6 separate regions of the Mus musculus genome follow, and all the other regions are linked to region 6. The links are chromatin contacts, called in public HiCAR-type, HiChIP or PLAC-seq and promoter capture Hi-C maps. All regions are on one chromosome and are shown on one strand. The core of a region is the stretch at or near the end of the contact, and the rest is flanking DNA. Distances in the headings are between cores, read along the strand shown. Region 1 holds the start of Rbm41 (RNA binding motif protein 41). Region 2 holds the start of Nup62cl (nucleoporin 62 C-terminal like). Region 3 holds the start of Tex13b (testis expressed 13B). Region 4 holds the start of Atg4a (autophagy related 4A, cysteine peptidase). Region 5 overlaps Mid2 (midline 2). Region 6 holds the start of Prps1 (phosphoribosyl pyrophosphate synthetase 1).

The links. Promoter capture Hi-C pulls out the DNA fragments that hold promoters and counts their contacts. HiCAR-type assays count read pairs that join an accessible place to other places. HiChIP or PLAC-seq counts read pairs in DNA pulled down with a chosen protein or histone mark.
Region 1: a HiCAR-type map of astrocytes shows a contact between it and region 6, with 4 times the contacts expected there. The contact joins the promoter of Rbm41 here to the promoter of Prps1 in region 6. A contact is called at or near these places in 11 of 39 promoter capture datasets (the 3T3-L1 cell line, the C10 cell line, the HPC-7 cell line and 7 more), 3 of 484 Hi-C or Micro-C datasets (the N1E-115 cell line, cortical neurons and uterus) and 7 of 115 datasets of contacts at active chromatin or transcription factors (astrocytes, embryonic forebrain, fibro-adipogenic progenitors and 4 more).
Region 2: a HiCAR-type map of astrocytes shows a contact between it and region 6, with 2.8 times the contacts expected there. The contact joins the promoter of Nup62cl here to the promoter of Prps1 in region 6. A contact is called at or near these places in 1 of 39 promoter capture datasets (hippocampal neurons), 2 of 484 Hi-C or Micro-C datasets (embryonic stem cells and uterus), 1 of 115 datasets of contacts at active chromatin or transcription factors (astrocytes) and 1 of 9 other capture datasets (adipose tissue).
Region 3: an H3K27ac HiChIP or PLAC-seq map of extraembryonic endoderm stem cells shows a contact between it and region 6, with 10 times the contacts expected there. The contact joins the promoter of Tex13b here to the promoter of Prps1 in region 6. A contact is called at or near these places in 7 of 39 promoter capture datasets (the 3T3-L1 cell line, cranial neural crest, embryonic stem cells and 4 more) and 1 of 115 datasets of contacts at active chromatin or transcription factors (extraembryonic endoderm stem cells).
Region 4: a contact with region 6 is called in a promoter capture Hi-C map of pre-B cells. The contact joins the promoter of Atg4a here to the promoter of Prps1 in region 6. A contact is called at or near these places in 12 of 39 promoter capture datasets (the 3T3-L1 cell line, 3T3-L1-derived adipocytes, the C10 cell line and 7 more), 6 of 484 Hi-C or Micro-C datasets (CD4 T cells, CD8 T cells, pre-B cells and 1 more), 5 of 115 datasets of contacts at active chromatin or transcription factors (the 230-238 cell line, astrocytes, cardiomyocytes and 2 more) and 2 of 9 other capture datasets (adipose tissue and liver).
Region 5: a promoter capture Hi-C map of liver shows a contact between it and region 6, with 2.8 times the contacts expected there. The contact joins the enhancer-like site here to the promoter of Prps1 in region 6. A contact is called at or near these places in 10 of 39 promoter capture datasets (the C10 cell line, the HPC-7 cell line, HPC-7-derived erythroid cells and 5 more) and 3 of 9 other capture datasets (adipose tissue, liver and pancreatic islet).

Annotation. Positions count from the first base shown.
Region 1 is chrX:139,995,232-139,999,862 of GRCm38.p6, forward strand. It overlaps Rbm41 (RNA binding motif protein 41), which reads right to left and starts at 3,364. Exons shown (of 7, transcript NM_153586.2): 1 at 3,269-3,364. The coding sequence starts at 3,276.
Region 2 is chrX:140,060,204-140,064,920 of GRCm38.p6, forward strand. It overlaps Nup62cl (nucleoporin 62 C-terminal like), which reads right to left and starts at 2,365. Exons shown (of 9, transcript NM_001081668.1): 1 at 2,210-2,365. It overlaps Dnaaf6b (dynein axonemal assembly factor 6B), which reads left to right and starts at 2,676. Exons shown (of 7, transcript NM_177921.3): 1 at 2,676-2,757.
Region 3 is chrX:140,810,999-140,815,594 of GRCm38.p6, forward strand. Tex13b (testis expressed 13B) reads right to left here and starts at 2,435. Exons shown (of 4, transcript NM_031381.2): 1 at 2,374-2,435; 2 at 1,640-2,124. The coding sequence starts at 2,092.
Region 4 is chrX:140,954,604-140,959,006 of GRCm38.p6, forward strand. It overlaps Atg4a (autophagy related 4A, cysteine peptidase), which reads left to right and starts at 2,304. Exons shown (of 13, transcript NM_174875.5): 1 at 2,304-2,368. The coding sequence starts at 2,359. Psmd10 (proteasome (prosome, macropain) 26S subunit, non-ATPase, 10) reads right to left here and starts at 2,108. Exons shown (of 5, transcript NM_016883.4): 1 at 1,951-2,108. The coding sequence starts at 2,064.
Region 5 is chrX:140,735,862-140,740,157 of GRCm38.p6, forward strand. It overlaps Mid2 (midline 2), which reads left to right. Exons shown (of 10, transcript NM_001358366.1): 4 at 574-681; 5 at 2,459-2,607. Among named protein-coding and RNA genes, the nearest start is that of Eif2c5, 38 kb to the right of the region's middle. Within about 2 kb of position 2,865, at least 4 of the 459 cell types and tissues checked have an H3K27ac peak or open chromatin away from gene starts, as enhancers often do. A contact at or near this core is called in liver, where this site is marked.
Region 6 is chrX:140,454,178-140,458,248 of GRCm38.p6, forward strand. Prps1 (phosphoribosyl pyrophosphate synthetase 1) reads left to right here and starts at 2,426. Exons shown (of 7, transcript NM_021463.4): 1 at 2,426-2,686. The coding sequence starts at 2,565.

The DNA of each region.
Region 1 (4,631 bases), core at 2,114-4,613, 460 kb before region 6:
GAACAGATATAAAACAAGAACAAAATCCATAGGGAAAGCAGAAGACACATAAAATCTGAAAACATATCCCCATCTACATTACCTATCAGCGATCCATTTGTTCAAACGCATGTCTTCAATAGTCTCCTGCCCTGAGTATTATTTGACTACATATTCAGTCAATACCTATGCACACAAGAGGCACTGTGTTAGCTAGTTTTGTGTCAAACAACACAAGCCAGAGTCATTTTGGAAGAGGGAACCTGAATTGAGAGAATGTCCTCACCAAAGTGGCCTATGGGTGAGTGAGCCTATGGTGTACTTTCTTGATTGATCATTGATACGGGAGGGCCACACTCACTGTGTGCAGTGCCACACCTGGGCTGGTGGTCCTGAGTGCTATAAAAAAGCAGGCTGAGAAAGCCATGAGGAGCAAGCTAGTAAACACCACCCCTCCGTGGCCTTTGCATCAGATCCTGCCTCTAGGTTCCTGCCAAGTTTGAGTTCTTGCCCTGACTTCCCTCAGTGATGGAGTGTGACCTCAGAGCTATAAGCTAGAATGAACCCTTTCCTCTTCAAGTTGCTGTTGGTCATGTTGTCTTTTCACAGCAGTAGAAAAGTTAACTAAGATACTACTTGTGGAAATTAAAGATATTCTAGGCATAGTTTTGATCAAGGAATTTGTAATATATTTAGGGAGAAGATGTATATCCTCTTGTGCTGTGTACCTGTGTCTATAAAGAGAGGGAATCTAAATAATAATAGAGAACCATGCTCAAATGAGTAGAAGTTTGCAGAAGAAAGGGCTAACCTGGGAGCTAAAGTGGTAAAGATAACTTCAGAATAGTATTCTTAAACTGGTACGGGAAAGATTGGATGTGACAAAGTAAAGGAAAGCAAATACAAAGAGACAGACCACGAATTGTGGGATACCTGGAACCTCTATTTAGATACTCGCTTTGAACAGCCTTAAATACACGAAGTAAGGGATTCTGGACCAGACCTGAGCATACACGGATTAGGAAGCAATTTATCAGTCCACTAGGTGTCAAAGAGTAAGCAGTGTTTAAGACCATGTGGATTAGAAGATAGAACTAGAGCAACTAGTTAGGAAACTATTGAGGTATGTGGCAATGAAGGTGCAGACTAGGGTAGAACTAGCAGAAATACAAAGGAAGGATTCAGTGGGAAAAGCCTTTAGGTGAATGATGTTAAAAAAGTAAAACAGACAGGCACATAAATGCAAACACTCAATTTCGAGCTGTTGGCACAGCTTCACAGAATGTGGGTATGAAGGAAGGAAAATGGTTCCAGCTGGGATACATGGAAGGTCAGTGTCACTACAACCTACACTGAGGTGAGCAGCCCTTCCAACTCTGAAATCCTCCCATGAAGTGCACTTCCAAGGCACTGGTCTGAAGCAACAACAAACGTTGACTGGCTACAGTTCTTACCGGGAGGACAGTCTGAGGCTCAACACAGAGGAAGCTGAAGCCATGTGAGGTCATAAGATCTGAAGCCACTAGAGAAGAAATTCTGAAGAAGGGCAGAAAGTATGAAGAGCGTCTTGTGGGGTAGACAACTGGATCAGGGCTGTGAGCCAACCTCAAGTGATTAAGAACTCTTACTCACGTCCCAAGAAATAACACAACCATGTAACCATATGAGAACAGGGTAGAGACACATGAACAAACACAAAGATGAGTTAAATCCATGAGAAAACTAAATATCGAATTTCTTACCAAACAGACCTTGTCTACTGGGGTTTATAATAAGTACAAAAAAATCCCTGTAATTATAAGATTCCTAGAAAGAGCTGGACCCATATTGAAATATTCTAAAATAACTCTAGAACTAAGTTTTTAAAAACCTTTTAAGTCTATCTTTATTTACAATCCCAAAAGTTACTGCTAAATTTAATCTGTTAAACATGAATAAGCATATCAACACACATGGCTCTATTGAGAAATACTGTGGGTTTTTAAAAAAAGCTTATCACAGAAAAAGACAATATACTCTCATTTATATAAGGTTAAAGCACAGATGATACTAGGAATATTTTGTTCAGGGATTAAACTCTTATGTGGAAAATGAACTAAAAAACAAAAAACAAAACAGGAACAAACAGCTGGGCTGTGGTGGCTCACACCTTTAATCCCAGGACCTAGGAGGCAGAGGCAAGCGGATTTCTGAGTTCGAGGCCAGTCTGGTCTACAGAATGAGTTCCAGGACAGCCAGGGCTACACAGAGAAACCTTGTCTTAAAAAAACCCAAGAAAACAAAACAAAAACAAACAAACAAAAGGCAAAGGAATAATTGTAATTGGTGCAAACTCCTAGATAAAAGGGGAAGAAGCAATCTGAGAGCCAAGGGGGCTTCTAAGGCACTTATGTGAATCATGTCCTACCTCTTAACCTGTATAGCAAACAGCTCTTTATAATCACCCAAGCAATACACTAGATTCACTTTCCATGTATGAGGAATCTCATCACAGAATAATTAAAATAATTCAAGCAGAGGAAACATGAAAACAAGACAACAAATGAAACAAACAACAACAAAAACCTTTTAAAAACAATTCAGGAGAAAGCATTCCTAAACAGGTTCTTTGTGCCACTGTTCCAGTGCGAAGATTCAATGGCAGTGTGAAGCCAAAACTAAGTGGCTCCTTTTTCTTAAGGTTTCCTGTCCTGTCAATAACTGGGAAGCTCCGGCCTCAGGGAGGTCCGCACCAGGCTCAAAGGGCCATTTACTGCAGAATCAGGAGGGGAAACTGCCCTAAGTTTCCTTTCTTCTTCCAAAGCACCCGAAGCCAGATCTGCGCTCAATTTGGAGATGCAAACTATCACCCTGTAACTTGAAGATCTCAAAGCACTACCCGGTGTGGCGGGCCCATTATGTCTTTAAAATCTAGACAAAGTAAAGTGCCCACCCTCTGACCCTCTGGCCGGTGAGACCTAGCAGGACCAGCGGGCGGGCCAGGGAGTGGCTGGCGTGAGCATCCGGAGAGTCAGGAATGTGAGAGGCCAGGCAGCTCCAGACGCTTCTGCCCTGAGGGAAACATTCCAGTGGAAACCCGCCTGGCTACGGCCCTTCCAGAACTTCACCCCCGCAGACTGGTCCAGCCTGCCGGCCTTCCCTCCTCCTTTCTCCTTTGTCTTCCCGCTGGAGAAAAACCGCCCCTCAAGAACGTGACACATCCCAAACAAAAGGGAAAAAAAAAAAAAAGACACAAAAGTTTCATAGTAAAAGATAAAAGTTGCCTTCAGCAACCCGGATATGACCTTACCTCTTCATGTTTCCGCAGGCCCCTATCACTAACTTGGGTAAATAGGAAGGAGACCTCAACTCCCAGCAATCTGTGCGGCAGACTCAAAGGTGATGAAGGTTGGAGCGTGGAACTCTGGGAAGTGTAGTAATGTGATGATGGAAAGAGAAAGCGGGTATTGGGTGATGGGTTTATTGGAAATTAAGAATTTTTGGCCCAGGTTAAAGATAACATCCAAAATATAAAGCTCATAAGCCTAGGATTCACCTTTGGCTTCTTGGATTTTTCTCTAAGTATCAATAAATCCTATATTGTTCCTAATCACCGTCTTCATTCTTGTCAGCAAGGCTTCTCTTTTAAGGATTTATCTGACCTGCCTGCTGTTTCCCCTCAAGCCTCTGGTCTAACCACATTGTATGCACTAATGCTTCTCTCTTAGTTGTAACAGATCCTTCTGGGTTCCCTTAGTTTAAAGTCAGAAGCAGTACGTACCCAGACTTTTGAATATTTTATAAAAATATATCGAAGCCAGAGTCAGATATGGTACTGAACCGGAGTTCAGTTCCCATACAGCAGTTCACAATTGTCGATAACTCCAGTTCTGAGCATCTGACTTGTTTTTGGGACACCAAGCACACACGTACATGCAGGCAAAAAACTCCGATGCAGAGCATAGCTTATTTTTAAAAAGCTTCGTATAGAAAAGTGTTTAAAAGCATTAGTTCCCGGGTTTAGGGATGTAGCTGAATCTGTAACGTGCTGGCTTGACATGCATGCACAAAGCCCCCTGTGGGATCCTCAACACCACACAAACTGGGAGTGGAATACTTGTTCGGGAAGTTCAAAGGCAGGCTGGACTACACGAGACCCAATTTCAACAATAGCAACAGCATGAATAACAAAAACAATAAAAGTATGTGTTCTTAATGGCCCAAAATGGAAAAGCAAGTATCTCTAAAGTTATGAAAATGTATTAATTTATAAGATGGAAATTTCAAGCTACAAAGCTCATTTAATTACATAGCTCAAAGCAAGCCAGGTCTACATATTCTCAAAAAAAAAAAAAAAAAGAAAGAAAGAAAAAAACTAAAAACAAAACCAAAACAAAACAAAAATATAAAACAAAGAAGGACTACTACCATGCCTCCAAACTATAAAAGGTAAGTAGAAAATTCTGAGACTCTGCACATTTATGAGGAAACAAGAGAAATATGATTTCTAAATGTATTGTAGGATCTTGAAATAGACAGAGGACACACGGTAAAAACTAAGTACATATAAATAAAGTATAGTTTTTATTTAATAAGTTTCATTGTACATGACAAATATACTGTTGTGTTAGACATGAACTCTAAGAAAAACAGTAGAGTACATATGGAACACT
Region 2 (4,717 bases), core at 1,115-3,614, 390 kb before region 6:
ACATAATAATGATTTTTACAAATATGTCAATTATATTGTCTATCTGTGAACTACAGACACAATATAAAGGTGTTTTTTTTTTTTTTTTTTAAAGAAAGCGGCTTGCTACTTATTCCAGGCTGGCCTTGAACTTGTGATCCTCCTGCTTCAGTCTAGTGCTCTCAGCAGTACAGATATAATCCCTTATACCCAGTTCTTAAAATGTATTTCCTTCTATGACTCAGTGTCAAAAGACTTCCAAAACGGTGGCTGAATATTACAGATATGGAATTAATGGAGAAAGGGGCACAACAAAGACCAAACAAGGAAACCAACTGGAATACCAAAATATATATAACACTCTGTAAAAGCATCTAGAGACTTAACAAAATGGAAGGTATTTAATCTGTGATCACCCACAGTAATAAAGGGAATTATGGCATTGCTTATTTGGCTAAAAATCAATAATTTAAGTACCCTACTCCCATATTTTTGTTTATCTTGCATAATAGCAAGCAGAATAATAAATTACTAAAACTTCATTATCACTTCCCCTTTGCCATATGCCGTGAAGTTGTGAAAAGCACAGTACCCGAGACAAGGGCAGTAGTTCAGGACCTTCGTAATCGAATTCCACTCCCTGGGTAACAAAAAAATATTATTAAAACCATCCTATGTCTCCTAGCTTACACCTGGTATCAGATAGCCAAGTTAATTTTACACCATTTTTTTCCCTACCTTTCTCCTTTGCAAATCAAGCAATTCGTGGGAAACTCCTCTAACATGAAGATACTTCCCTATCAGCGACTAAGGGTACGCACACCTAGACTTCCCTACTCTGGAGCAGGAGAAATCTGGGCACTCTGCCCAAAGACTTTCCTGGGACTTAGGAAGCACGGTGGCCTCCTCCGCAGGAGCATCTTACCGGCTGATCCCTCTGCTTTCCCCGGGGCTCCGGGACAGACGGACAGGCTTTTTCCCGGACTCTGGGACGGACCTGCTCTCCGCCCCATCCCCCACCCCGGGCCTTCCGGACGGACCCTTTTCCCCCACCTCCGGGTTCCCGTATGGACCCGCTTTCGCCTTGGCCTCCCAGACGGACCCGCTCTCCCCTCGGGCTCCGAGACGGACCCGCTTTCCCCCCGGACTCCGGGACTGATCCAGGATCTGCTCTCCCCAGGCTCCTGGACGAACCCGCTTCCCACCCCGGGCTCCGGGTCGGACCCCGGACCCGTTTTCCGCCCGGGGTCCCGGACGGACCCGCTTTCCCCCCGGGCTCCGGATCGGACCCCGGACCTACTCTCCCCGGGCTCCCGGACCGACCCGGTTTTCCCCCAGGCTCCCGGACGGACCCCAGACCCGCTTTCCGCTGGGGTCCCGGACGGACCCGCTTTCTCCCCGGGCTCCGGGACGGACCCCGGAACTGCTTTCCTCCGGGGGCCCGGACGGACCCGCTTTCCCCGCCGGGCTCCGGAACGAACCCTGGACCGGCTCTCCCCGAGGTCCCGGACGGAGCCGCTTTCCCCCGCGGGCTCCTGGATAGACCCACTCTCTCCCCCGGGGCTACCAGACGGACCCCGGACCCGCTCTCCTATGGGCTCCGGGACGGACTACGGACCCGCTCTCTCCCGGGCTCCCGGACGGACCCGCTCTCCCCCGGGCTCCCGGACGGACCCGCTCTCCCCCGGGCTCCCGGACGGACCCGCTCTCCCCCGGGCTCCCGGACGGACCCGCTCTCCCCCGGGCTCCCGGACGGACCCGCTCTCCCCCGGGCTCCCGGACGGACCCGCTCTCCCCCGGGCTCCCGGACGGACCCGCTCTCCCCCGGGCTCCCGGACGGACCCGCTCTCCCCCGGGCTCCCGGACGGACCCGCTCTCCCCCGGGCTCCCGGACGGACCCGCTTTCCCCCACCCCCCACCCTGGGCTCCGAGACGGCCACGCTTTCTCCCCGGCCTCCCGGACGGACCTGCTCTTCCCCACGGCCTCCCGGAACGACCCGCTTTTTCCCCCAGCCTCCCGGAGGGACAGGCTTTCCCCCATACGGAATAAAAAGCGCAATCCCACCGCAAGCGCCCAGGGCTCCGCGACCTCCAAGGTACAGGCTCCGGTGGAACCAGTGCCTAGCAGGGACAGAGTCGGCACAACACGTGTTTCTGTCACGGGAGGGGGCGTGAAGAGTCGGAGCATCGCCGAGACCAAAGCTTTCCCATCCCCGCCCGTGAGTCCTACCCTTCCGCGTCCACTGCTCCGCTCCGGACCCGCTGAAGGTACTGAGTTCTCAGACCCGGAATTGGCGACCTGGTAAGGGTGGGGGGCGGCGCGGGAAAGCTCGCCGCGAAAAGCCTGCGGGACAAACGTTAAAGTCCTGCTCTTACCTCCGTGGCTGAACTCGCTCGCTGTCCCGTCTACAAAGTGAGGGCGGAGGCGGGGCGAGAGGCAGGTCCAAGAGAAGGGGGCGGACCCGGACTCGGGCGGAGAAGCAGCAAACTCCCAGGCGCCAGCAGCAACAGATCCTGCAGCCTAACCCGAGTCGACCTACTTAGCTGGAAAAGGGCGGCCGTGGAGGCCAAGCATGGGATTCCCCGGGATTGGTTGCTGCTGGTATTGTTTTAAAGGAGACGCTTCTATGATTGGCTAGCAGAGTCAAACGGGTCCTACAGGTGGAAAAAAAGCGGGTTCAACAAAGTTGTTACCCGGGCAACAGAGAGACGCACAGCGAGGGAGCAGCAGTCTATTTTCGTCCCCTAGGCTGTGAGCTGTGCGGAGCACCGACCAAGGTGAGGAAAACTGAAACTTAGGAGTGAAAACAGAGGAGGGTGCTCAATGCTGTGACTGTCAGAGGAACTAGGGAGAATTTAAAAATACTTTAGAGCTCAATGAGATAGCCCCCAAAAGCCCTATGTTGCTCAAAGTGGAGGCAAATGTTCTCAAAGTTCCTCCCACCCCCCTCAACCCCTGAAGCATGATGTTTCTAGAAAACTACAGAAGGGATGGGTGCTGAACCTCAAAATATTTCCCAATTTTCCTTTCTCAAATCTCACACATACTCAATGGGTCCCCAGTGAGACCCCCCCCCATTTTCATTAAAAAATTAATTTTTAGGTACGTCTGGTGTTCAAAGTTGAAAGACTCATTGTACCTTCCATTTTATGTGAAAAGCAGTATTATTTCAGGGCCAGCAGGTCTTGGATGGGAAATAGAGGAAGAGAGCACTCTGTAAAGTCTTTCAGACATGAAAAAATTAAAATAAAATTGCCCTCACCTCTCACTATGGAACAGTATATCCGTGGGAGGGGATTTCAGTAGCCTGAAAGTTCTGAGGTCATTGGTCATATCCTTAAGAGTGAAGACCAATGGTCACACTCATATTTACTGTACCTTAAAAATATTATTACTCAACCAAAGACTGATTAGGGGAGTATTTTGTCATTTGACTTTAACTTTGAAAACATACACAACTGGGATAAAAACCAAATCTGAGGGATGGGAAAGCACCGAGTTCGAGCTGAGAGATAAGGATTGTTAATCTTAAGAATTTTCCTGTCATAATAGGGATTCAGAACAGACTACAGAAGTAAACAAAACTGGCTTTTTTTTTAACCTTAGTCGTATACTTCAAGAACTGAAAGAAAAATTACCAGTTGACTCTTTTTTTATATAGGAGTGGAATACAAAACTAAGAAAAAAGTACTGCCAACTGTATTAAGTTTACCTGAAATGTGCTATATAGTACCCCATCCCATTTACAATTTAGGCTCCCCTAAACATAAGATCCTTCTGCCACAGCCCTCCCAAGTGCTAGGATTGCAGGCATACTACACAGCTTTTGATGACTCAGGACGAGTCCTATCAAAATAAAGTTTTGCATCTCAGAGTAAAAATTTAGTTTCTAGCTCATGTGAGACCAGCTCCTAGGGAGACTGACATGTGAGGTTCCTTTGAACCCAGGAGTTCAAGATCAGCCTGGCCGAGTTAGGAAGATCAAGTCTCAAAAACCAAAGCAAAGCAACACATCTTTAAAAGGATGGGAGAGACTCTGTGTTTTAAAATAAAGAAACTAGATAAAGTGCAGATGTAGGAATTATTAAACCAAGCAAGGCTTAGGATTTTTTTGTTTATTTGTTTGTTTTGAGACAGGGTTTCTCTGTATAGTCCTGGCTGTCCTGGAACTCACTTTGTAGACCAGGCTGGCATCGAACTCAGAAATCCACCTGCCTCTGCCTCCCCAGTGCTGGGATTAAAGGCATGTACCACCACGCCCAGCTGGCTCAGCCATTAAAGGCTAGGATCACAACCAAAAAAAAAAAAAAAAAAAAAGGCTCAGGTTTTTATCTTTAGGTCACATGCTGTCACTGGGCTCTATTCCTAAGCCCTCTTTTTCATTTTTTTTTTCATTTTTCATTTTGAGACAAGGGCTCACTAAGTTTCCCAGGCTGACCTTGACCTCTGTAGCCCAGACTTACCTGAATTGCATCAGCCTTCTGAGTAGCTGTACTTTATGTCTTGACTTGTATTTGTATATAAGATTCCAGGTACTGAAAAAAGAAATAAAACAATTTCCATTAACTACATTTTAACTTTGTGACAGAAACCTTGTTAAGCTCCCATGTTTATGAATATTTTTATGGTAGTAAATGTTAAAAATATAAAAAAAGAAACTATTCTTGAATACTTTAAAGCTATAACACTTATTTCCTGTTGGACCTAGATCCTTTGGCATGCTTAAGAACACAACTA
Region 3 (4,596 bases), core at 1,185-3,684, 360 kb after region 6:
AAAGCAGCTGATTCTGTTCCCTACATTAGCCAGGACCAGGAGTGGAGTGTACCTCCATTATCACTGGCTATGACCCTGGACCCAACTTCCAGTGAGCCACTGACTCTACCCACTACTCAGCTGTTTAGATCCTCCAGCCTGAAAAATCTGGGCTCAGAATGGGTTGAATAACCACTATATCTCTAAATATACAGTACATACAGCTTAGGTGTGTGTACTGTGTATTTAGCTCTACCAGGTGATATACATATGCACACACACTCCCTGAAGCAGTTCAAATGCAAACAATCTGAAATACAAAAGAAATCATCAAAACTTGTCCCTCCCGCACCTGTCTGTACCCATCCCATCCCTCCCTTTCCACTCCCACAAAGCCCCCTCCCCTTTTCCCACTTCTGAAAACCGACTTCCTCCCCTTTGAGCGATTTCTGCTCTGTATCACATTAAAAAAAAAAACTCACTGAGGTTTTGGCTGCCAGCCTCGCCTCCCACAGCGGAAGCAAGAATCCCTCCTTGAAAAATTCATAGATTTACACCAAGGGCAATCCCAACCCGCCGGTGTGCAAAATGATGCTTTTCTCTGCAGCGGGGGTCTACTCTCACGACTGTCTTTAGGGGGATCTTGGAGGTACACTGTTGGGCCCTCAGTTTCGGACATATTCATATCAGTGGCCATGAAGTAGGGAGGCATCTGAGGTTCTGTGACTGTGCTTAGTGGTGGGGATGGAGTGGATGTGACAGGGAAGGGGCTTTCATATGAGTATGTAAATGAGACAGGGAGTTGGATTGTAACAGGTTGTGGGGAGCCTTCCGACCCGCACCCGGACCCCAATGGCTTGGAGTCAGGACATGTGGGTGTTCCCATAGATTTGCCTTCCCCCTCCTCCTGCCCCTCTAAGCCCCGGGGATAAGTTTTCCACTGCATAGCTCCAAGATGCTCCGGGGTGCTTTCTTCCATCGCCCACGTGGATGCCCTAGTGGCAGCCACGGCTTGAACCCCTTCCATCTCCTCTGGTTTACACTCTGCGCTTTGACTAGCTGTCACCTCTTCTTTCTCTCCTGCATTTTGTATCTCTGGCCCTGTCTGTGCTCCTCCAGCAGCGGCAGCAGCTGAAGCTGCAGCGGCGGCTGCAGTGGCAGCGGCGGCAGCAGCAGCAGCAGCTACAGCAGGAGGAACAACAGCTGCAGGGACACTAGTCATGATTGGCATCTGTGCAACTGGAACAGCCCTCAGCTCCTGGGGAGAAGTGAGCAGAATTGAAACACATTCCTGGAATGGATGTAGGGGTGGACTGGGGTATGGGTGTTGGGGTGGACTGGGGTATGAATGTTGGGGTGGACTGGGGTATGGGTATGGGTGTGGGCGTGGACTGGGGTATGGGTGTAGGCGTGGACTGGGCTATGGGTGTTGGGGTGGACTGGGGTATGGGTGTTGGGGTGGACTGGGCTATGGGTGTTGGGGTGGACTGGGGTATGGGTGTGGGCGTGGACTGGGGTATGGGTGTTGGGGTGGACTGGGGTATGGGTGTGGGCATGGACTGGGATATGGGTGTTGGGGTGGACTGGGGTATGGGTGTTGGGGCGGACTGGGCTACGGATGTAGGGGTGGAAATAAGACTGGGTTAGGAGGTAATCTTACTGCGTGTAGTAGCTTCAGTCTCATCAGGTCTCGCTCTCTCTGCACCTCTGCGAGTTTAGTGTGGGCCAAAAGAAGCTGGTAGGCCGCCTCCTTGCGTTCTATCTCGTGCTGGTCGGTGAGCTTCTTCAGGTCCAATGCCAGGGCATGCGCCGCTGACCTGTGCAGGCTGGCGAAGTCGTGCAGCCACTGCACTCTGCGCCCCTGCAACTGGCCCTGCCTGAAAGCGAAGCGAACCCCCAGGGCCAGGCTGCTCCAGGCACAGGCTTCCTGAACATCCCGAGGCACCTCGGTACCGTCCAGGAGGACATTGAGCTTTTCCTCCACCTCCTCCCAGGACAGGGTCAGGTTCTCGAGGTAGAACTCCGGGCCTCTGGAGTGCTTGGCCATTTGTTCGTTGATGAACATTAACACCCTGGCATGGCGGAACCCGGTGGTGACATCCTCGCAATTCATGATGGCTGAGTGCTCTAGGGGCTTGGCTGGCCCTGGCAAGAACAAAAGCTGCCGTAGGTCCTCGTTAGCCCCCGGAGGGAACTTCAGCCTCCCATCAGTTCTTTAGCTCGCCCTTCCCCTGTCACCTGCCTGCCACTTTGTTCCTCGGGAGACTTTCCATCTCCCCGGGACCTGTCCCTCCCACGATTCCCCCAGCCCCCCCCAAAAAAAACCCCAAAAAACCAAACCAGGCCTCACCTCTCTGAAGGCTAGCGACCAAAGAAAGCATAAGCCGAACATACCTGTGAGATGAGCAGTCCTGAAACCAAAGGGCGACAGAAGTGACAGGAACACAAGACCGCACTGCCTCTCACCCAAGAAGACAGAAGACGACTGCAGCCGTGGAAAAAAAAAACGCGCGAAGGCCAAGTCTCATCGGAAGTCTCAAAGTCTCGCGAGGTTTACTCTTGGACTGTTCCAACTTCCAGGACTGGCAAGGGGGGCGGGGGGCGTGAGAGGATGTCAGGTGTAGGGAGCGACATCTAATTACCAGAAAAAAAAGCAAACAAAAAATGAGAAACAACTATTTGTTGAAACCCATTGAAGACAGAAAGAAAAAAGAAACTATAAAAAAAATCTGTAACCATCTAAAAGCAAGTTTCCAAAGACATACCCCCAAGTATAGTGGTTTGTCCCAGCGGGTACCCGGTTTGTATGGCCGGAATGTTCCAGAGCTCAAACTCCAGCCACACAGGATTTTCTGGCAGTACCCAAGGAAGAGGGCATAGTCTCAGGGTAAGCCCTTCTACCATAGTCCACCATAGTAATCTGTGGACATTTCTTTACCCCGAACAAAGCACCTTCCACCTTCACATGCCCACCACAGTCAGTGTCGCAAGCACCCTCTCCATCTGGCAGTTCCGTAAACGGGTCCCTTTCCTGTCTTCCATTCACTACCAAAGCTCTCCAAGATCGGGCAGGAAGCAATGCTACCTGGACCTCGGACGGACTTCTGTGTCTGTTAAAATACTCAGTGAGGAGGCTGGCGAGAGGGCTCCACAGTTAGGAACACTGGCCATTCTCGCGTTCAAGCAGAGGTGCTGAGATCAAGTCCTGACTCCTCCAGTGGCTTACAACTATCTAACGGTATAGTTAGATAGTTGTAAGCCACCGGAGTCCTGTGGGATCCAGTGGCCTCTTCTGGTATAGAGACGTTTACGCAGACACAATACCCATAAACATAGATAGGTAGAAAGATAGACAGACAGACAGATTGATCAGAGAAATGAGGAAGGGGAGTGTAAATGCCATGCATTTGTTATTTTGGGAAGGTGGGCTGAAAATGGTGGTCAGGGGAGAGTGAATTAAAAGTTCTCTGTCTGGTTTCATTTGTTATAAAGAAAATAGATATGCATGCATTATTAAAAACCTCTAACTTTCGCCAGGCACAGTGGCGCACGCCATTAATTCCAACACTCGGGAGGCAGAGGCAGGTGGGTCTCTGAGTTCGAGGTTAGTCTGGTCTGCAGAGTGAGCTCCAACATAGCTGGGTCTATGCCGAGGAACAGAGGAACATTCTCTCTCTCTCTCTCTCTCTCTCTCTCTCTCTCTCTCTCTTTTCCTTAGTCAATTTCCGGTTTTATTTAAGAAGCATAGACTGGGTAATTCACAGTGAATACAACTTTACTCATCCAACGTCTCCGGAATCTGATGAGGATTTTTTTTTCAAATTCACTTTACCTCCTGGTCACTGCCTTCCCTCCAGATCTTCCCCTCCCACAATCCCTTCCTCCTTCCGCATGTCCTCCTTCCTCTTGTCCCCTGGGTATCTGCTCCATCCCCCCACCCCCCATCAAGTCTCTGTGAGGCTAGGCATTTCTTCTCCTGCTGAGGCCAGACAAGGCAACCGAGCTAGAAGAACATATCCCACGGCCAGGAAACTGCTTTTGAAATAGCCAGCCCCAGCCCTAGTTGTTCCTGACCCACATGAAGACCGAGCTGCACATCTGTTACATTGGGGTGGAGGGGCTAGGTCCAACTGGTTGGTCTTCCTGTGCAGTGAGGAACCCTGTCTTAACAGCAATAAAACAAAGAAAAATCTGGACTATCGTATGATATTTTAGTAGTAATTTTCTTTGAGCAATAGGAATATCAGGTGGTGTGGAGTGTGTGTGTGTTTGTGTGTGTGTGTGTGTGTGAGAGAGAGAGAGAGAGAGAGAGAGAGAGAGAGAGAGAGACAGAGTGGCTGGGTGTCTTACTATGTAGCCTTGGCTGGCCTAAAATTCTCTATATAGACCAGGGTGGCCTTAAATTCACAGAGATCATTCTGCCTCTGCCTCTGCCTCTGCCTCTGAAATGCTAGGTTAAATGTGTGCAGTACCAAGCCTGGCTAGAACATTTTCTCTCTGTCTCTTTCTTTCTCTCTCTCTTTCTCTCTCTCACTCTCTTTCTTTCTTTCTTTCTTTCATTTCTTTCTTTCTTTCTTTCTTTCTTTCTTTCTTTTTTGGTTTTTCGAGACAGGGTTT
Region 4 (4,403 bases), core at 1,054-3,553, 500 kb after region 6:
ATTTTTTAAGTTAAGTATCATGATTCTTAAAGACAGTTCCTATTTGTGCCTATTGCTGTTCTTCTTAGTCCTGAGTAAATATAAAGTGATGGTTGTATGTATGTGTGTATTGTGTGTATGTGTATGAGTGTGAATGCGAGTGTATGAGAGTGTATGTATAAGAGTGTTTATACAGCCTTTAAATGACACTTAGGGAGGTGTCTCTTTGGGAGGAGATGCTGTTGGTACCCAGGAAAGGAGCCACAAGTGTCCACAGCCTTCCCTGTCAGTGTCCCCAGTCAGCCGTTCAACTTTATGAAAATTTCAAATACACATAAAATAGAGGAGATATGACAGCGATCACATGCCCTATTCCTTAGCCTTAACAACCAAAATCTTGCCATATTTACTTCTAGATTTTATTACTTGAATTTTCTTTTCAAACGTTTTATTTCCCTTTGAACTGTGTGCATGTGGATGGGTATGTGCGTGTGACCACATGGGCGTGGGGAGGCCAGATGCAATGAATCCCCCTGCAGCTGGAGTTACAGGAAGTTGGGAAAAAAGGAAGGTATGTGTTCCTAACCACTGGGCCACCTCTGCAGTCCTGCCGAGGTTTCTTTAAAACAGAATCCTAAAGGCCATGACTGTTCACCTCTAATTATTTCAGCACCTAAAAAATAAAATCACTTTTGTAAAACAAACAAGCACAAGATCATTATTGGACCTTTTAAAGTGACATTCCTTAACTCTTTGTCATGGTGGTAATGCAAACCTTCCAGAACTTGGGAGGCTGGACAGGAGGATCTTCATTGGAAGGACAGCCTGGATTACATAGGGAGATCATATCTTAAATAACAACAAAAAATTTACATAAAGTAAAAAAAATTATCCCACTTAAAACCAATAGTCTCCTATAAGCCCATTTCCAGGTGGTTTACATCTGGATGCAAATAAAGTCTATAAATTAATTGCATTTGGTTGTTGTATTTAACTTCTTAATCCTGATTAGCAGTCTCTTTTATGTCACTGACTCCTTATTTTTAGTGGATTAAGTCTTAATACACGTTATTAAATTTAAACCACATCACCAGACCATCACAAAAGCAAACGCGGTGAACATAGGGGAATTCTACTGTTGAGTAATAAAGGAAAATTCCAGGACAAAAAAAAGCAGTCTCTCCGATTTCTCTTCTAAAAGAGACAACATGGAAGTTCTGAAGTATGATGTACTGTCTTACTAATGTTTAACACTTGCCTCTCAACACAGAAGGCAACCTATGATTTGGAAAGTCACAATAAAAACCTGAGACTTAGTTGATCTGAACAGAAATACTTCCCAATGTCCATTCTCTTTTGTTTGCCACAGTTCACTCGCCCCACATGGAACCCCATTCTTTCTTCACAGTGTAAATCACCTCCCCTTCTATACAAAGCCCTTCCCAACTATTCCTATCATGTCTTCTCCTTCTATGTTCTGAAATGATGTAAACTTCTTTCTGGGGGATTTAAAATATGTAATAAGACATGTACCGTTATTTCATTTATGCCTGTTTTTTTCCGACTTGACTGAAATTCCCAGCTCCTCTCAAACTTCCTGACATACACACAAAGGGCATTTGGTTACTCGTGGGCCACTGACTGGGATTACAACTAAAGAAAAATCCACCTAACAAGCTTTTTTCACAGATCTCCATCGCGCTGTCTCTTAACTCTGGAAATTTCTGAGAAAAGCGGTGGGTGTTCTAGAAATATATGAAATTCAGCAAGCTTAGCTTCCCCTCCCCACCCTGTCCCAAAGTCTCTGAGGGGTTACAGTTGGACCAGGAGTCGTGTTTTAACCCAAGGCTACTAGAGGGAGGAGTGGGCGGGAGGAGCGCAGAAGTGGCCTCACACCAAGTTAGGACCCGGAAGCCATGTAGGGCTTCGTTGACACCCGCTGCTAGGCGACAAGCCCTCGGGCTGGTTTACCTGATCAGTTCTAGTAGCCAGAGATTTATCAGCCAAAATGCGCTCCTTCAACTCATCCAGCTTCCCACTGTAGGCCAGGTTACAGATCATTATGTTAGACACACACCCCTCCATTTCGCCTTCCCAAGACCTCCGTGAAACTCAAGCCCCGCCCACTCGCATTTCCTGTTCCGGCGACCAATCAAAGTACTAGAAATTCTCCAATCACTGATCTTTGTTTTCCTTGTAGCCCCGCCCATAGCCTGGAGCTTCTGGGAGTTGCAGTTTGAAAGCAGATCCAGGCCTGGAGGCGTCTTTGGAAGTCACTCAGTTCCGGGTCCTAGCAAAGTGGAACTACAAGTCCCAGAATCCTTAGAGAAAGCCGTAGTCAAGTTGCCGGTGGAATTGGCCCAGGATGACAGCTGGAGAATGGAGTCAGGTAATGGGAGCGGCTTCTGGTAGTACTGTGTGAAAAAGCTAGGGTGGGTGGTCTTTGGTGGGCCAGTAAGTTGGCCACATGAAATGAAAACTGTAGCAGCGCAAGAGAGTTCTGGGATCCTACAGATCTTGTCCCTCGGGGCCCTCACTTGCAGTGGCAGGCGGAAGGGACAGAGTTGGAGCAGAGTACTACCTCTGAGCTTGAACCATTGACTGTAGCTACCCTCCCCCTCCCTACCACTGTTTAAGGAGTGGAAAGAAGCACAGGCTAGTTACTCTGGCATTTCTCCGGAGTGGCATCAGAGTAAGGCTCTGCTACAACACAGGTTATACATTACACCATACAGAGGTGATGTGCCAGAATGATGCTAAAGACAGGGTGTGATGCCATAGGAGCCACTAGATACCTAAGAGACCTCAGTGAGTAACAGCGGTCACCTTAGGGATATCAGGGTATATGATGTTGTCACTTTAATAACATGGTAATGGCAATTACCATCGAGACTTTGCTAGATTGCTAAGCTAACAATGTGGATTTTTTTTTAAAGGTGAATTTCCAAATAGTGCTGCAGCAGAAGAGATGCAAGGCTTATCTTTTATAGAAAATATCAAAAAAGACATTAGAAAAATGTTAAAGATATATTTTTTAAAGTGACTGATGAAGTTTGTCTCCTTTGTTATGGTATAGAACAGGGCTTAGCAAACTTTTTATATAACGCCAGATCATAGTTATTTTAAGCTTTGCAGGACAGATGATAAAACCAACTCGAGAACACAAGTTATGACAAATGTTAATTGATGAAATTCGGGATATAATAATAGTGGAGTATGTGTTTATATAATGCTTTTAGCTTTTTAAAATTTTGTGTGAGTGTGTTTTCTGCCTGCATGTGTGTCTGTACACCGTGTGAATGTTGGATCCTCTGAGATCTGAGTTAGACAGTGTGAGTTGCCATGTGTGTACTGAGAATTGAACTCAGGTCTTCTGGAAGAGCAACCAGTGCTCTTAAACCCTGAGCCATCTTTCCAGACCCCAGTGAAATTTATTTTTAACACAGAAATACTAAGAGAACGGAATTCTTTGAGGGAAGTACTGTTTGCTTAGCTGATGTTTAAAGTTGCTATTTTCTATCATTAAAATTTATTCCAAATGTTCTTTTTAATCTTTAGAAAACTCTTTGAAAATATGTTTTCATGCAGTAAGTTATGTCCAAATATTGATAATCCAGGAACATATTCTTTTAAATACTAATTATTTTATTGCATCTTATTGATTGTGTGTGACCTGATTCAGCTTCTAAGAGTGTTGGTTTCTCTCCTCTCCTCTCCTCTCCTTTCCTCTTCTCTCTTCTCCCTCCCTCCCTCCCTCCCTCCTTCCCTCCCTCCGTGTGTGTGTGTGTGTGTGTGTGTGTGTGTGTGTGTGTACACTTACATACATGATGCCTGGCATGAGTGTGGAAGTCAGAGAACACTATTGGGAGTTGATTCTCTCCTTCAAGCATGTTGGGCCTGGGGATTTACCACAGGACATTGGGCTTACTTATGGAACCATCTGGAAAGCCATAAATTCTGATTTTGATTTAAATCAATGTAATAATTTTTCCATAAAGGTTTTAGATTTATAGAAAAATTGCAAAGTCCAGTGCAGTGACTCACACCTTTAACCCTAGTTCTTGGGAAGCAGAGGCAGCAGATCTTTGAGTTTGAGGCCAGCCTGGTCTACACAGCAAGTTCTAGGAGAGCCAGGGGTACATCTAGCAAGCCCCTGTTTCAAAACAAATGTTCCAAAGATAGTACAGAATTCCCACATATTTTCTACCCAGTTTCACATTTTCTCCCTATGTTAACAATTTGATTGTGATAACTTACATACCATAAAATTCAACTGGGGCTAGGGATGCCCAGTAGTAGAGCATTTGCCTCACATGCACAAGGCCTTACGTTCAATCCTCAGCACCAAAACAAAACTAAGTTAAGCTAAACTAAACTTAACTAAATAAAATACACCTGTTTAGATATGTAATTGGTTATTAGTA
Region 5 (4,296 bases), core at 1,615-4,114, 280 kb after region 6:
GAAAAGTATTTAGATATTGGATAGAATTTTTTCTCTAAGCCAAGAAATATGAGTAAAACATTATGACAACTATGTGAAAAATATCTACACATTCATGTTTAATGTAAAATCTCTCTGCACATTCACATATTTAAAATCAGAAAACTGAAAACCTTTTAAGACAGAAATATGTTATTGCACTGTAATCTTAATATCATTGTGCCTTTGGAAGAGGCTCTTCTTTCCTTGAGATACATGAATCTTCTTGCCTTCTTTTTGAAAGAACCACAGGAGGACAGGTTGATGGAGTACAGGGATTTGCACAGTGGGAAAAACATGTCCCCATCTCATCTGTCCTTCTGCCCAGCCTTCCATTAACCATCATGACCTACCAGAGGCCTGGAGAGCTTCCTATCTGTGGTGCTTCAATGCCTTTGCATCATTAATATCATCATCTCTACTCTTCTTCTAGGAGTGGATCTTATCGAGGGAGGTATGGAAGAAGTGCATGTTTAGCTGTCAGTCCGATCCTTTTAGAGCCAGCAGGGGACAAAAGCAATAATCATTGTGTAACACTTTGGACTTTCTTGGCAGGTGAATACTGCTATGCATGAGGCAAAACTTATGGAAGAATGTGACGAGTTGGTAGAGATCATCCAGCAGAGGAAACAAATGATTGCTGTCAAAATCAAAGAGACAAAGGTAAACCACAGTGCTTCAGTGAAGCCAAGGTGCAGTGACTTTTCACAAAAGTCAGAGTTCATTCCTGATGATTGCAGTTTGGAGTTGAAAAATAAAATCAAAAGGAAATAAGGTCATAGGGAGAGATACCAAGAAGTAATGTTTGGACTTTCCTAAGAGTCTGAAAAAAAATGGTGGCAGCTCTGGGTGATGCAAACATTCTATACCTCGACCTGGATGCTGGTTATGTACGTGTGTGTGTGTGTGTGTGTGTGTGTGTGTGTGTGTGTGTGTGTGATCATTTACTTAGTATGTGGATGATTTACTTTAGCATGCTTTAGGTTTTTTGTGTCCATTGGTGTTTTGCCTGGATGTATGTCTGTGCACCATGTGCATACAGTGTTCTTGGAAACCAGAAGAGGCTGTTGGATCCCTTGAGGCTGGAGTTATAGTCAGTTGTGAGCTGGTATGTGGGTGTTCTTGAAAAGAAATCGTTACTCTTAACAACTGAACTCTGTCTCTAGCTTCTTCTCTCCTATATTTTAAGGTAATGAAAACAAAGAAATGATGGTAGAAACATGAATCTGGTTTTCAGAAGAAATATGACCAACTTACAAAAAGTGTTGTGAAACTATTATGATTCTGTAAAAGGATGCATTCTGATATAGTAGAGGTATGCATGGTAGATCAGAACATGATGACATTGAAGCCAGGAAAGCTTGGAGACCTACAGCGATTTCTGGTATGAGTTATGGAAGATGTAAGCCTGACTAATGATAGAACATGGAAAGGAAAAGCATAATAACTGATAGAGAGAAAATGATCTTATCCAACTTATTAGCTACAATAGATGAAATAGAGCCAAGTCAAAGAACTGCAGATTTCTCTCTCTCTCTCTCTCTCTCTCTCTCTCTCTCTCTCTCTCTCTCTCTCTCTCTCTCTCTCTTTCTCTCTCTCTCTCTCTCTCTCATTTGTTTGCTTGTTTGTTTGTTTGTTTTTTGAATCAGGGTTTCTCTGTGTAATAGCCCTGGCTGTCCTGGAACTCGATTTGTAGACCAGGCTGGACTCAAACTCACAGAGACCTGCCTCTGCCTCTAGAGTGCTGAGATTAAAGGCGTGCATTATCACCCAGCTGAATGGCAGATTTCTAAGCAGGGAGCTAAAGAGTAAGAGTCAAAGGCATCAGGTGAGGCCATGCAGCTTCTAGATGTGTCTAGGCTGCTGGTAAATGATAATGATTATAAGGCCATGGTAAATGTGTAAAGTTATAGGGCTCACTTAATGATCAGTACTTTGTGTCATACTGGATGGTTGGAAGTAACAATGAGCTGAAGTTTCCAAAATTACATCGTGGTAGGTATATAGGCACTTAGAGAAATATATACATGTAAATATAGCTACTCATAAATAAAAATGAGGTACTTTTGTTAAATATATGTAAAAATACATTGCCAATAAAATGTAAACAATAATGATCTCCAGGTGGTAGAATTGCTTTTTACATTTGTGTTTAAATTTTTCTATAATTAACATGCATTGCTTTTACAATCAAAACAATGTTATTGAATCTGTAGATAACAGGGTAGATGGCTGAATGCAATGTAAGTGAACAGGTTATACTTTGGACAAGAGACTTAGCAGGCAGGGTGAGAAGGTGAACAGTTGTTTCGGGGCTCATGGGATATTAATTACCGTTATTTTTAGAATCACTACGGCAGATCTCCTTCATGTTGTTTTATTGTTTTTAATTAAGCGCAGTATGTTTTATGTCATCTTTTCTCCTACCAATTCTCTTAAGGTTATGAAACTGAGAAAGTTGGCACAGCAGGTTGCTAATTGCCGCCAGTGTCTTGAGCGGTCAACAGTCCTCATCAACCAAGCTGAGCATATCCTAAAGGAAAATGACCAAGCACGGTTTCTGCAGTCTGCAAAAAACATTGCCGAGAGGTATGTGTGCTCCTGATGTTCTTTTGAAATGCCTGCTCTTGTGCAAAGGGGCTGGCATAAAGTCACTTAATTCTCTTCAGGCATTGTGTAGTAGCTGCCACCTGAAGATTTTTACCAGCTAGGTAATTATTGAGCCTTAGTGACAAATCACCCTGCAGATTTCTGGACCCCTTTCTCTGTCTTTGCTGCCTGCCAGCTCTTTTAATGCATAGCCAAACATAGGGCTACCTCCTGCCGTTAGCTTCCTGCTAGGTCTTGAGCAATCTGTGATAGTTGTGGTGTGTGGGAAGACAAACTCCGGGCTACACTGATAGGATGTGCCTTTCCTAAGCCTATGCATGGTTTTACTTTTTTGAAATCAATTTCGCCCCCACTATCTTGCCTCCAATTCCTCTCCTATCCCCCATGCTAATTTTTTCTCCATACTTCACGCGACCGACCTCCCTCCCTCTCTCTCTCTCTTTCTCTCTCTCTCTCTCTCTCTCTTTCTTTCTTTCTTTCTACCAAACCCATTGAGTTCATTTATTGTTGTCTGTATGTGTGTGGATGTATGTACAGTTTTTGTTGTTTGCCTTTAGCTTTTTCTTGCATAAATTCCTTAGAGAAGTAATTCTTTGGCTTTTGCTTAATCTCTTTGTCCTTTGAAAGTTAATGTCATGAACCTTGTATCAGAGAACTCATGAATCATTAATAATCAACCTATTGGCCCAGAGTCTATGCTCTAAAGTAAATCATTACCCAATTAGTCACCAATTATTCAAGGGGCTACAGTAACCCATTAGTCCAGATATGGTCTTCTTTACATATTCCCCTCTCATTCATTGAAGACTTGTTTTTAAGCTCATGATCTTCCCATTGGTACTGCCATCATTTTGAGTGAGTTCACTTGGACAGCTAACCTATGTAATATGCTTACCTAGCCATTCACCTTCTCTGACATCTTCTCCAGAGACTTCCAACTCAGGTCACTCACTTCCTAGGCAATCATCATCATTGTCATCGTCATCATCATCATCATCACTTAAAATCACAGCCATAAGTTAAAGCATCACGTTTTCTAAACACAGCCTCTTTTTAAATTCAAATACATCTTTTCTTTATTAAGTTGTATTATTTCCTATTTTTACTAGTGACCTATTTCTACTTTGTTCTAAGTTTATTTGGGCTTTATGACTTATTACTCCAGCTATTATATTTTCCTAATCCCCTTTCCCATTGCCCTTTTACTAATCACCCTGACAAAATCCTATACCTGAGTCAGCCCAACCATCTCTACTCTTTTTCATGCCTATATTTCACTTTCAAAACTATGGTAAAGAAAATTTGCACAACCAAGGATGAATCACAGTACTTAGTGCAAAGTACTGACTAGAGTAAGTTGGTTGGGTTGGTTCTATAACTAAGACATTGTGAATAGTGCTGTAATAAACATTAATGTATAAGAATGTCTATGATATGGTGACTTGGAGTGTTTTAGTTGGGTCATACCAATTTTTACTTCTTGAGTAACTTCCATGTTGATTTCCATAGTAATTTACTAGTTTACATTCCCACTATCAGTATATAAGGGTTTTCTCTTATCCACATCCTGGCCAGAATTTATTATTTCTTTTTAAGTGGATACTATTCTGACTTGGATAAGATGGAATCACAGTGTAGTTTTTATTTGTACTTTTTGATCGCTAGTGA
Region 6 (4,071 bases), core at 1,176-3,675:
AGTTGCTGGGAATTGAACTCGGGACCTTCGGAAGAGCAGTCAGTGCTCTTAACCACTGATCTATCTCTCTAGCCCTGGTGCCTTTTCTTTTGTGAGACAGGGTCTCATGTAACTCAAACTGGTGTCAAATTTGCTAGGAAGCCAAGAACTTGAGATTCCCCCTGCCTCAGGGATTAAATGCATGCACCACACCTAATTTATTTGGCTCTGCTCTTTTTCTTCCTTTCCTCTTTTGCAGCTTTCCTCCTTTTCTCCCTTCTGATACAGGTTCTCACTACTATATATAGCTGAGGCTGGCCTAGACCTCATAATCCTCTTGCCTGCAGGATTAGAGATATGGGCCACCATGCTTTGTTTGAAACTACACTGCTTTTAGTAACAGGAAGACCAGCGTAGCTTCTTGATGCTCATCTCGCCTGATCTCTCAACACACCCTCCCTTCCCCACTCCCCCTCTATGCATTCATCCACCATGCCTGCCCTTTGCCAAGCCTCTTCTTTGGTTTTGGTTTTACCTTATTGTGTAATTTCTCTTCAGGATACCAGCCTGGGTCTCATGGGACCCATTCCCTGCAAGATCCTTTCTAGATCCTCAACTTGATTTTGTTTCTTTACCTCCAAGTGCTGGGATTATGGGGCCACACCACCATACCAAGCTATTAAGCTTCTTTTGTATTTTGTGCCTTCTAAGGGTAGAGGATTGCGCATTGTTCACTCTTTATATCACCATGCTCCAGAGGGCCTGATATATAGGCAATCAGAGCACTTATTCTGAATTATGTTAAACCTACAGAACCCACCATAAGAGTATACTTCACAAACCTTCTTTTTTTAAAAAAAAAATTACTGTTTTCTAATTTTATGTGCATTGGTGTTTTGCCCTGACATATGTCTGTGTCAGACTGTGGGATCCTCTGGAACTGGCATGCACACAGTTGTGAGCTGTCATGGGAGTACCAGGTCCTCTGAAAAAGCAGCTAGTGCCCTTAACCACTAAGTCATCTCTCCAGCCCCACTTTTTCTAAGATTCATTTTTTAAAATTATTTTTCACAATGTTTCATATTAATACAGATGCCCTTGGAGGGCAGAGACATCACAGGCAGTTATGAGCCACTTGGATGTGGGTGCTGAGAACCAAATGTGGGTCATCTGCAAAAGCAATACTTGTTCTGAACCGCTGAGCCATCTCTTCAGTCCCCAAAGTGGTTTGGGTTAGCTCCTTGCCGGACAATTTTAAGAGCAACAATACAGAGAGAGCAGGGGGCTCTCTATGTAGCTCTAGCTGTTCTGGAACTCACTAGACAAGACTGGCTTCGAACTCATAGAGATAAGCCCAATTCATAAGTGCTGATAATTCCAATGTGCCCAGCTGTCAAAGCCTGGCTGGGCAGTGATGCTGCATGCCTTTAATCCTAGAGACAGGATTTCTCTGTATCTCCTTGGCTGTCCTGGATCTCACTTTGCCTCCAGAGTGCTGAAATTAAAGGTGTGAGCCACCACGCCTGGCTCAGAGTCACATTGTGTGTACGAGGCTAGCTTGGGACTCATGATCCCCCCTGACTAAGTCTCCTTAGTGTTAAGATGATAAGCATGTACCACCATACCTGGTAGTCATGATTTTGGTTTTGTTGATTGTTGCTGCTTTGAGACAAGATCTCACTATATATCTCTGGTGGCCCTGAACTCCCTTTGTACATCAGTCTGGCTTAGAACTGACATAGATCTGCCTGCCTGCCTCCTCCAGAATACTAGGATTAAAGGTGTATGCCACCTTGGTACTGATTTTTTTTTTATTCTAAAATTGTGTGACTCTTCCTTTACATCTAATTCATGGCTGTCTGGAATACTGTTAAAACAGAGTCTGCACTAGTTTGCACAAGTTTGCACTGGTCCAGTTAGCGTGTGTAAAAGGCTAGGTTAGCCAGATTACCTTGTAATTGTGGCAGACTTAAACACTATGCTGATTCTTTCAGGGTTCTTCATGGATAATACTTTACTTTTTCTTCTTCCAATCTTTAGCTAATCATAATTTTATCACCCAGATATTTGGGGAAAGCCACACTCCTTCTCTAATTGAGCAAACTAGAATCCAGTGATAAGGACAAAACATTAACTTTCTCTCGCATTGTCCCAGGGTGACTCACCTTCAGTCACTTTCCCCTAGGGCTTGCCTTCCAGGTAGAAAGTACACTTGGTATTTAGAGTTGGTAAACAAGCCCTTTGCCTGCGATGCGCCTGCGTTGTGGCTATCTTTGTGATGTAAAAAGTGCTTTAATTTAACCCGTTTCACGCCTCTGAACAAATTACCAGAGAGTGGTTGGGCGGCAACATTACCGGAAGACTCCGCCCCTCACACCCGTCCAACCAATCAGAAAAGGCTGGGTGGAGAACTTCCTTTGTAATCCCGCCCCCTGGGCAATTTAATGCCGCGCGCTGGGCGGGAATGTAAGATGGCGGAGTAGCAACGCGGTACTGTTGGTGTTCAGACTGCCTGCTGACTTCCGTTCCCGTGTTGGCAGCGGCGGCGGCGGCGACCACTGAGCACGTTGAGGTAGTTACCCAAGATGCCGAATATCAAAATCTTCAGCGGGAGCTCCCACCAGGACTTATCCCAGAAAATCGCTGACCGCCTGGGCCTTGAGCTAGGCAAGGTGGTGACTAAGAAATTCAGCAACCAGGAGACCTGGTAAGGACGCAATTGGTACCTTGAGTGTACCTGACCTGCCCAGGCCATGGCAACTCGGGGGATGGAGCGGCCGTGGGATTTCCTGGCAGCAGAGGATGGGCAGAAAGGGGCAGCAGAGGTTAGCTTGCCTCGCGGGTTGTTCCGTTATTTTACCTCCCGAGAGGGTCGCGTTCATCCTCGCTGCGCGCGGTTAGGTGGAGCCAAGATGGAGATGGGAGCTGAGGCCGCTACGTTTGGGGGTTGGGGATGGAGGATCTAATGTCGGGGGGTAATGGCCTCCTGGAATGTCTGGAGGTGTACGGGCGCTTAGCTTTGGGCATGGGGACACGTGGCTTGTCGCTTCACTGTGGAGCCAGTAGATTGGATTCGGTTCACTTTCCGCGCGTCGACTGGTGTACATCAGAGAACCTATGGCGTTCTGAGCCCCATCGTGGTCTTTTTCCTAGATTTGAAAAGCTTTTTGGTTGGAAATGGTAGCGTTCTGGTTTGGTCTTGGGAAACATTGTGTTCTGAGGGCGCGAAAACGTTACCACGTTCCCTTAGACTGGCACGGTGTCGGCTTTTCCTATCCTGTCTGTCGAGGAATCAAACCACCCTTAAGTTAAATTCAGTAGATGGGGTAAAGTGGTTGCTTTGAGCTCAACATCCTTGATCTTCGACATCTCAGCTTAAGTCATCCCAAAAAAATAGGGAAACCTTAGTTGTAGAATTCGAATTTTTGACGGTTTCCAATTCCGCTACTGGCAGACATAATAATACAAGCACTCCGCCCCTCCTCCATTGTAGCCACTTCTTAGTGTTAAATGCGTGAGGATTTAGGGAACGACTTACACGTGAGTGTTCAGTGACAAAATAATAACGCAGTGGAAGAGCTAGCTCAAACAGCAAAGGGAAATTTGAATGTCGTCTTTTTGGTGCTCTGCTATAAAACTCGTGGCCCAGCACTGGTGTGCTGTCGCATGCCACTAGGCAAGAGCAGGAGAAGCAAGTTTGAAGCAAGCCTAGTCTGCATAGTTAACTCTAGACTAGTCAGGACTATGTAGTGAGACGGTCTCCGAAAAATTGCTAACAGAACTGTCTTAGCCCCAGTCATCATCCACATGCACTATTGGACCGTGCTTCTTTTAGTGCCCCCTTCCAGCTATATACAGGATCCTCTAGAGCACTGTATTGTTTTCCTGTAGTAGATGAAATCAAGAACACTAACAATAATGCTTTTTTGTTCACTTATTTTAATTTTGGTTTTAGGGTTGTTTGTTTGTTTTGGGGGGTAGTCTACAGGACTCAAACATTTATCCTCTTGCTTTTCTCACTGCCTGCTTAGTACTGGGCTTGCAGACTTGCGCCATCACTACCTCCACAGTCTACAATCTTTCAGTCAGCTG